Regions from separate parts of the Mus musculus genome. Here region 2 is linked to region 1. Evidence: chromatin contacts called from public HiChIP or PLAC-seq data. All regions are on one chromosome and are shown on one strand. The core of a region is the stretch at or near the end of the contact, and the rest is flanking DNA. Distances in the headings are between cores, read along the strand shown. Region 1 holds the start of Susd3 (sushi domain containing 3). Region 2 overlaps Bicd2 (BICD cargo adaptor 2).

Region 1 (6,698 bases), core at 2,017-4,516:
GTTTGTTTGTTTGTTTGTTTGTTTGTTTTTGTGGAAGTAAATCTTTAAGAGAGTGAAAGCAACAGAAAAAGAAAATCGAATGGGATTAATGCTCACAGGAAAATCACACACCATCCAGCCTGGTCCTCCAGGCTTAGGGGATGAAACGAAGGACAGACGGACACAGCAAGGCCACCTGCCCAGCCCATGAGGGTCTGTAGCCTGTCTCCCTGACATCTCAACCCAGTCCACCTGCAGTAAGAAGCTCTGTTCCCAGACCCTTCACCCTGAGGTGCATTTCGATAGATCTGGGAGGAGCACCATCCTCCTCCCCCAGTCCTCGAGGCCAGCTGGATGCCTTGGGAAAGTGTCTTGTTTGTTAATCTTTTATCTGGAACCTTGGACCACAGGCAGGGACAGCATCTTCTGTCCTTTCTGAGGCCCATGGGCCCCTCACCCTGACCTTTTAAATACATTCCCTTTTACTGGCAGAGGTTGTATGGGTTCAGAGAAAGGGAAGGCAGGCCTGTGGGCGGAGCCTTACTGGGACTTTGGTAGCCAGGCTGGTGTTCGCACCTGCCTGTGGGTCCTTACATAATTTTTGCTCTGGGTCTGCATCTCTCCAAATGTGAATCAAGGGGAGCTGGGGGGGGGGGGCGGGGAGGAGATGGGATTCAAACTTCTTAAAGATGACTGAGTTATTTGTACACAGACACTCTAACCGCAGGAGCCCTGGACACCAGCAGCGAGGACAACATGTGGTCCTAATCCCGAGTATGTAAGGCCCGTAGCCTGGCTTTGTGCCCTCAGGGAAGTCATCTGTTCTCTCTGAGCCCATCTTCCTATGCCCCTGAAACCATGGGCCATCCAGGCTGGGGTCCAGACCATAGACTGTGTTCTCTTTCCGTGGCAGAACAGAGGCTACTCCAGCCAAGGCAAATGTATCTCTGAATCTTCTGGGGGTGCATAAGGCAAGGGGAGAGGAGCGCCATGCTGATTCACACCGGCTAGCACTGGGCCTCAGTTGCTCTTATGTAGTAATGGGCACAGCAGGCTACAGGGATGAAGCTGAGAACACCCTTCAAAAGGCCCACCTGCACTTATTCACTGAGCCTCTCTTCTTGTACTTTTCAAGGTCCCTTCTGGGGTTAGCAGGAGGTGGCCTCCAGCCACTGGAACCCTGTGTTCCTGGAAAACCTCCCAGACTAAGGAGTTCAGGAGCTGCCCTGGGAGCAGAGCCAAACCCTCTATCCAGTCTAGATAGGAGACCCGGGCTGAGTGAGGGGTGGGGGGAAAGATGACAACACACTTAGTCCTGCCCGGAGTCCTACCCACAGGAGAACACAGACCACCAGAATGTTCAGTAATGGGCCCATTCTACAGACTGTGGGAACTACACATCCCCATTTTTTTTAATCTCTCAATTATCTTCTGACAACACCAAACTATCTCCACACAGCTTCAGGCCTTCTTTTCCCTTCCCTTCCTGGCCTGTTAAACAGGCTAAGGAAGCCCCACAGACTCTTCTAATCAAGAGGCTCTCCTATACTCTGGGAATCCTGTCCACAGCCTTGGGGCAGGAATACCGCACTCACCTAGCATCTCCTAAGGGAACTGAGACACTGGGGTAGGGACTCATCCCTAGTAAGAGAGGACTACAACCAGAACTACAACAAGGAGCCTGGGACATGCTTAGAAACTGGGTGCCAAGGACACACTGTGAGGATGTGGATTCCTCCTGATGCCAGGTAGGGCAAGGGACAACTGAGACACTGGACTCTCAGACTTTCTCCAGAGATTCCGATGCAAATAGCCTTTTGTTTGCAAATTAAGCAGGGCCCCAAGGCCACCCCAAGGGATAACCTTAGGCAAGGCCATCCACTTCTAGCTGGTGACACCTACTCCTCCAGACTACTATGCAGAAGGTACTCACAAGCATGTCCCCCCTTCCCCCCAGCAGTACCAGGCCCAGAGTTAGCCTCTTCTAACACAAAGGCGCTCCTGTGGAGTAACAATTAGAAAGCTAAAACTAGCCACACCTGTGGGGCCAGCAATGGGCTGGCACGATGGGATGGTATCAAACGGATCAAACCCACTAAAGGTTTCTCAACCTGGGGGTCAGTCGACCCTTTCACAGGGATCTCCTAAGACCGTTAGAAAACACAGTTATTTGCAATAGGATTCATAACTAGCAGGATTACAGTTATGAAGCAGCAATGGAAATAAATTTATGGTTGGGGGTTACCACAGCACGAGGAACCGTATTAAAGGGTCGCAGCATTATGACGGTTGAGAAGCACTGCTCTAGGGTGAGGGCAATGTGCCTACAGATCCTCAGCTTCCTCCAGTGCAATGCAGCTAAGCCCTCCACAGAGGCAGGAAACCTCCTGGATGCGCAGGACTGAGCTCTTGGGAGGAATGTGGTTTTGGTGGTGTTTCTAAGAGTTAGCAAAGCTGACATCAGCATCGCTTCTCGCCCTTTTGGCTAAGATCAAGTGTAGAACCCTCTTCGGCACACTTAACAACCATTTTCCCTCCTCCCGGAGACCTCTGACCTTTGACAGCCTAGATGCAGCCCGGGTCCTGGTTGCTGGATAACCTCCCATCTCCTCTATCACAGGCTCACTTTCCCTTTGGTAAAGTGTGGCTGGAGTAATCAACAAAGATGATAACAACTCTCTGCAACCCAGAAGACATTTCCATGACTCCCTCCAACCCCGGGCCGCACACCCCGCCAGGTGAAGCCGGCTCCGACTTCCGCAGGCACCTGGGACTGCGCGGGGCGACCGTCGCCGAATCCGTGCAAACGCTAAGAGGTGCCCGCCGCCTGGTTTCGGGCCGCTCGCCGCCCCGTTTCGGCTCAGTTGGGGTCGCCCGCTGGATCGGCGGGAAGTCAAGAAGAAAGTTCGTTCTCGAGAAGGCCCTGGCAGTGCGATGCACGCCCCCTTCCTGGACAGGGTCCCCAGCACAGCAGCCCCTCGCCCCTCTACTTCTCCGTCGGTGAAGAGGGCACTGAGAACTGCGGCCCTAGCCCTCACCTGTCTGGTTCACTGGGACAGGCGTTGTGTTCCCAGCACGCCACCGCGGCCTCGCTCGGCCCCGAAGGGTCGCAGACGTTCGGCGCATCCTGAGCGCTCCGCAGTGTTCTGTGGAGCTTGCGGAGGTGGGGGCGGGACTTAATTGAGGGGCGGGTCGTTGGAAGGCGTGGCTGTCTCTAGCCACACCCAGGTCGCGCCCTCCAAGACGCTAGAGTTGAACTTTAGTCCGGTCCCGCCAACCCCTTGCACTGGGTGGCAGAAGTGGGATTGGACACCTGGAGGGGCAGAGAATGGGGAGCCTCCAGGCTGATCGCCTCGAAGTAAGCCTTTGAGCTAGAGCCGTCTTTCTGCACACCCTTCCTCTCCCGACTCACCTTTGGACTCTAGGGCCAGGCAGGTGACCTTGGAGAGTGACAGCCTCCTCATTCTCTTCTGGAGTCAGGGTTGGTAGCACCCCCTAATGTCTCCTTTTCACTTGAACTTGCGAGTCACGCGTGATGTGACTTTCTTTAATGTCCTAAAGTTGAAATCAAGCTTATGTCCGGTCTGCTGCATCGTGAAAGGCAGGTCCATCCACAGACCCCACTGTGATACCAACCCCTCTCCTACCCCACCCCCACCATACTCTGAGATATCAGAATTCCTGGCCACATAGCCAGAGATCCCTGTCTGCCAGTGGAGAGCAGCTGCCTGGAGGCTCAGGGATGGGACTTAGAGGGATTTAAAGTGTCCTTGATTTGTGGGTAGAAGCTGTGAAGGACGTGGGGGGGGGGAGGCACCTACCACCATCGTGTGGCTCAGTGCCGCCCCTCCCCCCTCCCCCTCCCCCTCCCCCTCCCCCAATGTTCAGCAGCGCTGACCAACAGTTATTTAGGGTGGGGATGTTTCCTAGGCTTACAGAACAAAGCACTACAGATAGAACTCCACAGAACCACAGATCCACGTTGTCTCATCATACAGGAGGTGGGGCCAGAGCTCTTCAAAGTCTCCAGGGAGCATCCTTTTTTTCTTTAGATTTATTTTACTTTTATGCATGAACGGTTGGCCTGCATGTATGTGTGCCTTCTGCATGCCAGTGGTTGGCTGTGTGTCACCATGTGGGTGCTGGAAACCAAACTCAGATCACATGCAAGAACAGCAGGTGCTCTTTACTGCTGAGCTATCCTTCCAGCTCTTGTTTTCTTGGTTCTTTAGTCTCTACTCAATAGAAAAAAAAAATGAGAATTTCACCCCCAAAACCTTTCACAATGACTCAAGCCCTAACATTCCATTGTCGATGGGTAAAAGGTTCAGATAAGAGCTGTACAGGGCGCCGGGGCGGTGGTGGCGCACGCCTTTAATCCCAGCATTTGGGAGGCAGAGGCAGAGGCAGGCAGATTTCTGAGTTTCAGGCCAGCCTGGTCTACAAAGTGAGTGCCAGGACAGCCAGGGCTACACAGAGAAACCCTGCCTCGAAAAAAACTCCCTCCCCCCCCCCCCAAAAAAAAAAGAGCTGTCCATGGGAAAGCACAAGGATTAACTTCCTGATGGTAGGTTAGAGGGGAGGAGAGGAGTTGGTTATATGCCTGGGATCTGACCACTTTGCAGTTCTACCATCCAGGGTGAGTCAGCTCATCAACAACTAGCACCCACCTCCACCCACCTCGGGTTCAGAAATGATGGCTTGAGAACCCTTTGAGGGTGTGTGTGTGTGTGTGTGTGTGTGTGTGTGTGCCATGGGGGTGACTACTGAGCACCTGACACCTGCCAGGCCAGTTCAAGAGCCAAGGATACAACAGGGCACAGGGAAAACTGTCAGGAAGCTGGCTCCTCCCCCTCACGCCTCACTGCCACTGGGCAGTGAGGTTACAGGCATTCTTTATTCTGGACTTTCTACTCTCTTTCCTGTATTTTCTGACTTTGCAACAATGAGTAAGTGTATTGTCTAATCAGAAAGCAGAAAATAGGATCAGCAAGATGGCCCAGTGGGTAAAGGTGCTTGCTCTGTAGGCCTGGCAACCTGTGTGTGGAAAGAGAGAACCACGGAGTAATCCCCTGCCTTCACACACACACACACACACACACACACACACACACACACACACACACACATGCTAAATTAAAATCTTAAAACCAGGAAACAAATATGTGAGGAGGAAGAAGAGAAGGAGAAAGAGGAGGAGGAGGAGGAGGAAGAGAAGAAGGAGGAGGAGGAGAGGAAGGAGGAGGAGGAGGAGGAGGAGGAGGAGGAGGGAGGAAGTGAGAATGTCTGTAGAGACACCAGACCCTCGGAAAGCTGGCGTTACTGGCAGTTGTGAGCTGTCTGATGTGCATGGTGGGAACCAGACTCCGGGTCTCTGCAAGAGAGAAGCAAGTGCGCTTAATTGCTGACCCACCTCTCCAGTTCTCCATAACAGATATTTCTCAAAGCGTCGTACTCGTAAACAATCTCAAACATCCCCAAAGCCACTGTGCTCTGTACTTGTCAGAGAAGATGTAGGCTAGTTGATCATGGTGATCCGTGCCTGTGACCAACACTTGGGAGGTGGAGCCAAGAGCATCAGAAGTTCTATCTAGACCAGCCTGTACTGGAGACCTTGTCTCAAAAACCAAAACCAACACTAAAGCCAGAAACAAAACAAAACAAAAACTGGGAGGGAAGAAAGCAAGCAAGTTATGAGATGGCACTCATTCTACAGACAGGGAAACCAAGGCTGAGAGAAGGGTCAGTCTGGTCCAAGGTCACTTGGTTGTAAGGATTAGCCTCGTTATAGTGATCTGAAGAGTTTCCCCCTAAGCACAGCTTTCCAGAGGCAGCCTTGGGTTTTCATTCGCTGGAGGCTGCTCCCAGATAAGCTGGGAGGTAAGAAGGTGACCTGGTAGCTCAAGGGTCACCAGAGGCTTAATACTCAGGGGCCTGTTAAGCTTCTTTGATACCTAGCACCCACCTACTGAGAAGGGCTGGCCTCTAGGGCCAGGTTGTCTCCAGACAAGCATGACAGTCCTGCCCTCCCTCCCCCATGATGCCCTCACACATGCTAGACCCGCAGCAGCTGCTTGGTTCTTAGCAACTGTGGGGTTCCTGTGTTTCAATTCTGACTCTCTCTGGGCTGGGCTTGGCCTTTTGGGACCCTGGGTAAGGCTCCACTCCTTTGGGGGCTCCTGTCTCTTTCTCCAAGTCTCAGTGAAAAGGATAGTTTGTGGCTAGCCAACTTAGTGTAAGGATTCTTTTTTGTTTTCTTTGTTGTGGACCAGTGAGTTTCATAACAGGAACATAGGCACAGGACTAGTAATAGTAACACCACAGAAGACAATGTATCTCAGTGAAGGGAGGGGCCTATAAGTCCCTCCCCTAGAAGGGGAGGGATTTTTGACTCCTCCAGGCTAGGGCCTGTGGGGGAAAGTGTACCACTATCCTCTAAGTAGTGAGGCTCTGCCCCCTGAAAGTTGCTTAAAGATTTCCCACTGTATCGAGGCCTGAAGCACAGGTGAGTGTCAGCCCTGAACAACACAGTTCATTTCAGATCTTCCGAAGTAACATTCCGAAATGACATTTTACTCTTCTTATATTAATTATCTTCGGTGTTTGGAGAGGTGATTTGGCCCAAAGCAAATCTGAACCCCAGTAGCAAATTCTATTAGGAACTTAAAATATAATCCCCTGTGGCTTGATGCTCTGTCTCTTGAGCCCACAGTAAGACT
Region 2 (6,698 bases), core at 3,053-5,552, 120 kb after region 1:
TATGTAAAGCCATTTGCGTGTGTGTATGCTTGGTATTCATATGCCCTAATGCACATGTGGAAGTCATAGGACAGCTTTTGGGAGTCAGTTCTTTCCTACATTGGGTCTTGAGTGTATACTTTGGCTATAAGGCTTGATGGCAGATACTTTTACATGCTGATCTGCCTCAGCAGCCCTATACCATCATACTGTTCCTGTTCTTTGCAGGTTTTAGTTTCCCACTCTACAGGAAGTAGAGTCTGTCCCTGTGACTGTGTGTCGTCTCAGTTGAAGGTAGATGTCTCCATCACAGCATGTTATATTTGAAAAGCTGCCCAGGACATGTTCCTGGGCCCCAGGCTGGTAGCTTGGGTGGAGGAAGTCAGCACCCAGGTTGGCAGGCCTAGGCTTGAATATTGTGTCATAGTGCTTAGCCATCACACTTTGGGGAAAACTTCTGAGGTGTCCTTGTCCCAACTCCTAAGTTGGCGGGTGTGTCCCAAGGAGCCACAGGTGCTGGACTCTTCAGTACAGTCCCAGAGTCCTTGGTTGGGGCCAGCTGGGGGTTTGATTTCCTTTGTATGTCTTATGGTGGACAGGCAGCATGGGCCAGGTGCTGTGTAGGGAGCAATTTGTGGCTTGACCAGAGTAAAGGCAAACAGACCAGAAATCACAAAGCTGAGCTGCTTTGATTTATGCAGAGTGGATATAGTGTTGGGGACTGAAAGCAAATGGGCAGGACCTGCCACCTCATGGGTGACTTGGAGTGTTGCACTGTGAGCCCTAGGTTACCCCTCCACACATACGCCAGTGCCAACCCTGGTGCAACTGGACTGTGTTGTCCTCTGGCCCATTGTGAGGCCTTCCCACAGTCTCTCTGGACACAGCATACTGCCTAGACCAGATCCTGCTCCGTTCTGCCAGTTCCCTGACAGGATGAAAAGAAATTGCTTTCTGCATTTACATGTGTTAGTATTAGAAACTTCTCAGCTCAGCAACATCCCTGTACAATGTGGCTTTGTATGTTTTGCTCATTGTTTTCTTGGTCTGAATTCCTAGATTTGTAAAGTAATGAAAAAAAAATTCCCTTTTTCTTTTAAAACTAGTTAAAGCCATCATTTTCTTGTTTTTCAGTAGCTCTTCTCTTAATACTGTTTTCTGTCATGAGCCACGGGTCCTACAAAGAGTCAAGAAAGGAAGGCCCAGGAGGTGGCACAGCCCTCTGAGGACATATGATAGGCAGCCAGGGGCCCAGGGTCTGGATACAGCATAGCTGCTGACCTCGATATGACTGCCATGTTGTGGTGGGTGAGGCCAGAACTTTTTGCTAGTTGCTCTACTTGATAGGTTTTCTTCCTTCATCCCAGGGCCTGACACACTTGCTTCTCACCAGTGTCTGAAACACGCAGGTACATGTGTCTCTACACACCCTGAGGTAGCCACTTTAGCTAATTGTTACTGTGCCCTGTCCTTAGGGCTGGGGGCACTGGTTGCCCAGCCCCAGTTTGTCCCAGAACAAATGATGATTTGACATCAGGGAGCAGGATGGGTCAGCTCCTCACCCTTGTGCCTCTGGCTAGCACACCTCCCAATTTTAGCCTTAATTTTAAAATCTGGAATTTATCTTGGGTGTGTTCTGGGGATGTCTAAGCTCAGAGTATACTTTCCAGCTGGTATACACCATCAGGCCTCAAACTTAGTTCTTTACAGAGAGTTCTATGTATGTTTGCAGCCTTATGCCTTTCACATTCCTTCCTGTCACACCACATCATGTCCCTGAGACAAGTGTGTTTTCACTGTGGAGAAGCACGTGCCTGGCATGAGCACCGCAGTGTGTGTTTTAACACATGCACAACATAGAGCTGCTTCCCAGGTCAAGGGCCTTTGTGTTCCTTGTGGTCTTGGGTCTCCATTGCTCTGCATCCCCAGGACAACCATCTCATGAATGTCTTACCTCTCCATGCAGGCATTTGGCCAGGCACATACAAACCACAAGAAGGTGGCTGCTGATGGTGAGAGCCGGGAGGAGAGCCTGATCCAGGAGTCGGCCTCCAAGGAGCAGTACTACGTGCGGAAGGTGCTGGAGCTGCAGACAGAGCTGAAACAGCTGCGCAACGTCCTCACCAACACCCAGTCTGAGAATGAGCGCCTCACGTCTGTGGCCCAGGAGCTAAAAGAGGTGAGTGCCTGGCGTGACATCTGCCACTGTGACAGTGGGCTCCTTGAGGCTGCATCTTGCTCCTGTGGTCTCTGTGCCTGCACTGTGCCCACCTCAGCAGTGTCATGAGTCCTCTGAGCAGGCCCTGACCAGCATGGTGGTCCGTCTTTCCTGGGGCCAGGCCCGGTATCCACAGGATGCCTTGTCATTGGTTGACTGTTTGCTTGAAGAGCAGTTTGGGGTTTTTTGTCTGTTTGGTTTTTGTCTCACAGGACTTGGCTATGCGTGAATGGTGAATGGTAGACCACACCATATGCAAGGAGGAATATCAAGGTAGAGTAATGCAGCCAGAGTAATGAATAGCCCAACTTGTGATTTGGTAGCCACAGACACAGAAATCAGTCAAGAGTCACAGAGAGGAATCTGTGGAACTCTGAGCAAGGAGGTTGAGGACCTATTCCTGAGAGTCTCCGTGTGAGCTAGAATCCTGGCTAAGGTCTCCCTGTCCATGGCCTTAGGGTTAGCCTCGGGATCCTTTAGGCTTGGGATAACACTGGCTTTAGCTCTCACTTGCTCTTGAGACCAAGACAAAGCCTTGTCTTCATTCTCTGAAGCCCTTTGTAGAGGACCCTGTGTTCCGTCACTGCACACCTTCCAAGCTCTCTGCGCCCCTTCCTAGTTGTGGAAGCCTGCCCTCTGCAGCTTATGTTCTCACGAGAAAGTCAGCTGAACACAGGCCAGCGGGGCATGCTGTGCAGGACAGGGCCTGGAGGTAACTGCCTCCCAAGCAGGAAGTCACAAGAGGGAAAATGGGAGAGGCTGTTAGGAGAAAGGTAGTAGGAGAGGTCATAAGGAATCTCCATAGGCCAGCGAGACCAAATCCAGCTGTGGGCCAGTGCCAGACAGTGGGGGGACAGTCATGTTAACAAAGGCCAGCGAGACCAAATCCAGCTGTGGGCCAGTGCCAGACAGTGGGGGGACAGTCATGTTAACAAAGGCCAGCGAGACCAAATCCAGCTGTGGGCCAGTGTCAGACAGTGGGGGGACAGTCATGTTAACAAAGGCCAGCGAGACCAAATCCAACTGTGGGCCAGTGTCAGACAGTAGGGGGACAGTCATGTTAACACGGGTCAGCAAGACCAAATCCAGCTGTGGGCCAGGGTCAGACAGTGGGGGGGACAGTCATGTTAACACGGGTCAGCAAGACCAAATCCAGCTGTGGGCCAGTGCCAGACAGTGTGGGGGGGGGGGCAGTCATGTTAACACGGGTCAGCAAGACCAAATCCAGCTGTGGGCCAGTGTCAGACAGTGGGGGGACAGTCATGTTAACACAGGCCAGCGAGACCAAATCCAGCTGTGGGCCAGTGTCAGACAGTGGGGGGACAGTCATGTTAACACGGGTCAGCAAGACCAAATCTAGCTGTGGGCCAGTGCCAGACAGTGGGGGGACAGTCATGTTAACACGGGTCAGCAAGACCAAATCCAGCTGTGGGCCAGTGCCAGACAGTGGGAGGACAGTCATGTTAACACGGGTCAGCGAGACCAAATCCAACTGTGGGCCAGTGTCAGACAGTGGGGGGGACAGTCTTGCTAAGCCAGGAGACCACAGCAGAACATAAGCCAAACCTAAGAATGGTGTGAGAACAGAACCTCTACCCTAGACTGGTGTGCAGATAGTGAAGGCTGAAGGCTGCCTGAGGCTGGGCTGGGGGGACCCTCCACAGACTTGGAGACAGAGAAGGGGACACTTAAAGCAAAGGTGGCTAAGGGGTGTGCAGGGAGACTCAGGATTTCCTCCTAAAGCATAAACAGGAACAACAGGAATCTCTTCCCCCACCCCAGACGGGCCTGGCTTCAATTCACTGACCTCATTTCCAGCCCTGAACGGCCATCCTGCCTTCTAGGTTGCCTAGGGGCTGAATGTGGGAGACAGTCCTGCACTGGCCTTTCAGGAAGGAGGGGCAGACAGATGGATTGTCACTGGGGCTGCTTCTCTTCCTCAGTGACAGCCCCTCCTCCACCCTCACCAGAGCCACACTTGTGGGAGGAAATGAGATCATGCGCTGGGCTCCAAGAGTGGAAGCTGCCTCTCCCCCACCCCCTATTGAGACTGAGCTCAAGACCTCAAGGACCCCACACCAGAGGAAGTGACTCCTCCCTGTTATTGATGGCCCCTGGGTCAGAGTCCTTGGGCCTGCAGAGGCTTGACTACAGCACACTCTCTTGGCCTGTGCTCTGCTGGACTGACAGCTAAAGCCAGAGTTAACTTTACAGCACCAGGCAGCCTTACCTGTGTCAAATGGTTCTAATGTCTTAGACCCTGTCCTCCTAATGGCTCTCTCAGTGTACTGTCACATGAAGAAACTGAGGCTTATGTGGTAGAGCCATTTTAGGGGCCTGATTGTGATCTCTGTGCTGTGTGAAGGGCCAATGGTAGACACCTCAGTCAGTTTTTGTTTTGTTGGCATTATTCCTGGGTAGGTAAATGGGCATTCGAGGAATGGCTTGTTGCAGACATGACACTGTTTCTCAGATGGATGTCTGGAGGCCCATTAGTCCCAGTACAGGGTAAGAATGTTCCCCTTGGTGATGAGTGGACAGGTATCCTGTGTGGGAAGGGTTGGGAGCTCAAGAGACCAGAAAAAAGACTGACAGTCCCCTAACACGGAGGCCTCTTGAGCCAGATGGTTGTCACACCCCTCATGCTGGTGAGCAACTTGAGGACAGGGGGTCCAGGTAAAGGAGAGCAGGTGGCTAGGACCTCAGATGCTTGGCTCCGAGTCCATATGCCCACTACTTGCATCTGGGCTGGTCATCTGCACAGAGCAGAGCCTGTACCCTGCACTCTGGGCTGACATCAGACACTCACCCTGGGAGGAGATGCTTTTCTGAGGGAAAACTAAACCCCTGTGGCTAGTTGGAGCCTGCTGGAACTCTCAGGAGCTGTGCATGTGATGGGCGGAGGTGGCAGGCAGCAGGCCAGCTGAGCGTCTCTGCTAAGCTAAGCCTGGTGGCTTGGGTTGGAAGCAGTCTCCACAGAAGAAAGTGTATGTTTGAGTCCTGTGCTGTCAGCAGAGAAGGTGCATTTAACCTGCCACGTGATGTTACCTTGCCAGCACATGACTTAAGTATGTGTGCACATTTCTCTTTGCCTGTCTTTCCACAAGGACACCCATCCACAGTCCATGCAGGCCCGTACACTCCACCAAAGGGAAATTCTTTGCCTAGATCCTGGGTCTAGCAGTGGCGGAAGAGTGGACGTTCTAGAGAGCCTCAGGAGGGTCAGGTTTACAGAGGCACTGAGGACTCACACAGCGTGTGGGCTCTGCTATAGGGGTATAACACTCCCGTGTGGCTCTGGACCTGGTGCTCTCAGGCTCCTATCCTGGCCTTCTGCCTCTGTCTTCAGTCACATAGCCATGTAGAAACTACTGCCTTCTAAGTCGCTAATTGCTATCACATAAGCCCTGGGGTAATGGTGGCCTTGGACCTTGCCCTGAGGGCTGTGGCCACATGGACCCACTTTGTACATGTTTGACTTCCCTTCCCCTTCCCCTTCCCCTTCCCCTTCCCCTTCCCCTTCCCCTTCCCCTTCCCCTTCCCCTTTCTTTCTTTCTTTCTTTCTTTCTTTCTTTCTTTCTTTCTTTCTTTCTTTCTTTCTTTCTTTCTTTCTTTCTTTAATATTTATTTCATTTATGTGGGTACACTGTTGCTGTCTTGAGACACACCAGAAGAGGGCATCAGATCTCATTATAGATAGCTGTGAGCCACCATGTGGTTGCTGGGAATTGAACTCAGGACCTCTGAAGGAACTAATGATGTGCACCATTACATGGCAGTGTTGATGCTGCAGCTATGGCTGTAGTGGCAGCGGTGTTGCTGCTCCTCCCCCTCCTCCCATCCTCTTCTCCCTCATCTTTCTCTTCTCCATTTATATGTTATTTTGTTTCACTGATCCAACACTACTGTTTTGTGTTTCCTCCTGCATCTTATGAGGCAATATGGCCTTCAGAAGAACATATAGATGTGATCAGGAGCAATTCCTGTAGATGCTGAGGGGGCAGAGCTGTGGGCCTGGGCTGCTTCCAGGGATCTGGAGCAGGTTGTTGTTGGTCTGGGGAGGCCATCCAAGCATTGGGAACAGGGGTTAGAAACAAGTATGGAGCAGGGAGGATATGGGGGTTCTTTAGGGACCATTGGTGGTGTGTGGAAAACATCTTCCTAGCCTTTCTCTGATGGTCTTCCCAACTCCTCACACATGACATGGAGATGGAAACCACCTTCCAGCAGCTTTTTTGAGATGGTCCACATCCAGTACAACTCACTTAAAAGTGTGCTCCATGCTTGCTTCTCATCCCTGTTCCTAATGCTTGAATGGCCTCCCCAGACCAACAACACACTTGCTCCAGAACCCTGAGCAACAGTTCCAGCCCCACTGCTCTGTTGTCCCTAGCACTGCCCCTCAGCATCTACATGGTCATAGGGGTGTGTGCCATCCTGTAGCTGTTTTTCTTTTTGTGGTGCTGAGGATGGAACCCAGGGCCTTGTATTCTGTGCCAGG

What was found. HiChIP or PLAC-seq counts read pairs in DNA pulled down with a chosen protein or histone mark.
Region 2: a contact with region 1 is called in a BATF HiChIP or PLAC-seq map of CD8 T cells, with 5 read pairs. The contact joins the enhancer-like site here to the promoter of Susd3 in region 1. A contact is called at or near these places in 6 of 39 promoter capture datasets (the C10 cell line, the HPC-7 cell line, cranial neural crest and 3 more), 1 of 15 datasets of contacts at CTCF or cohesin (large pre-B cells), 12 of 484 Hi-C or Micro-C datasets (the 63-12 cell line, B cells, Th1 cells and 6 more), 9 of 115 datasets of contacts at active chromatin or transcription factors (the 230-238 cell line, CD8 T cells, T-cell acute lymphoblastic leukemia and 6 more) and 4 of 9 other capture datasets (adipose tissue, liver, macrophages and 1 more).

The regions. Positions count from the first base shown.
Region 1 is chr13:49,245,028-49,251,725 of GRCm38.p6, forward strand. It overlaps Susd3 (sushi domain containing 3), which reads right to left and starts at 3,267. Exons shown (of 5, transcript NM_025491.4): 1 at 3,018-3,267. The coding sequence starts at 3,105.
Region 2 is chr13:49,367,484-49,374,181 of GRCm38.p6, forward strand. Bicd2 (BICD cargo adaptor 2) reads left to right here. Exons shown (of 7, transcript NM_001039179.2): 2 at 1,946-2,158. Among named protein-coding and RNA genes, the nearest start is that of Bicd2, 29 kb to the left of the region's middle. Within about 2 kb of position 4,303, at least 221 of the 459 cell types and tissues checked have an H3K27ac peak or open chromatin away from gene starts, as enhancers often do. A contact at or near this core is called in the 230-238 cell line, the 63-12 cell line, B cells and 12 more, where this site is marked.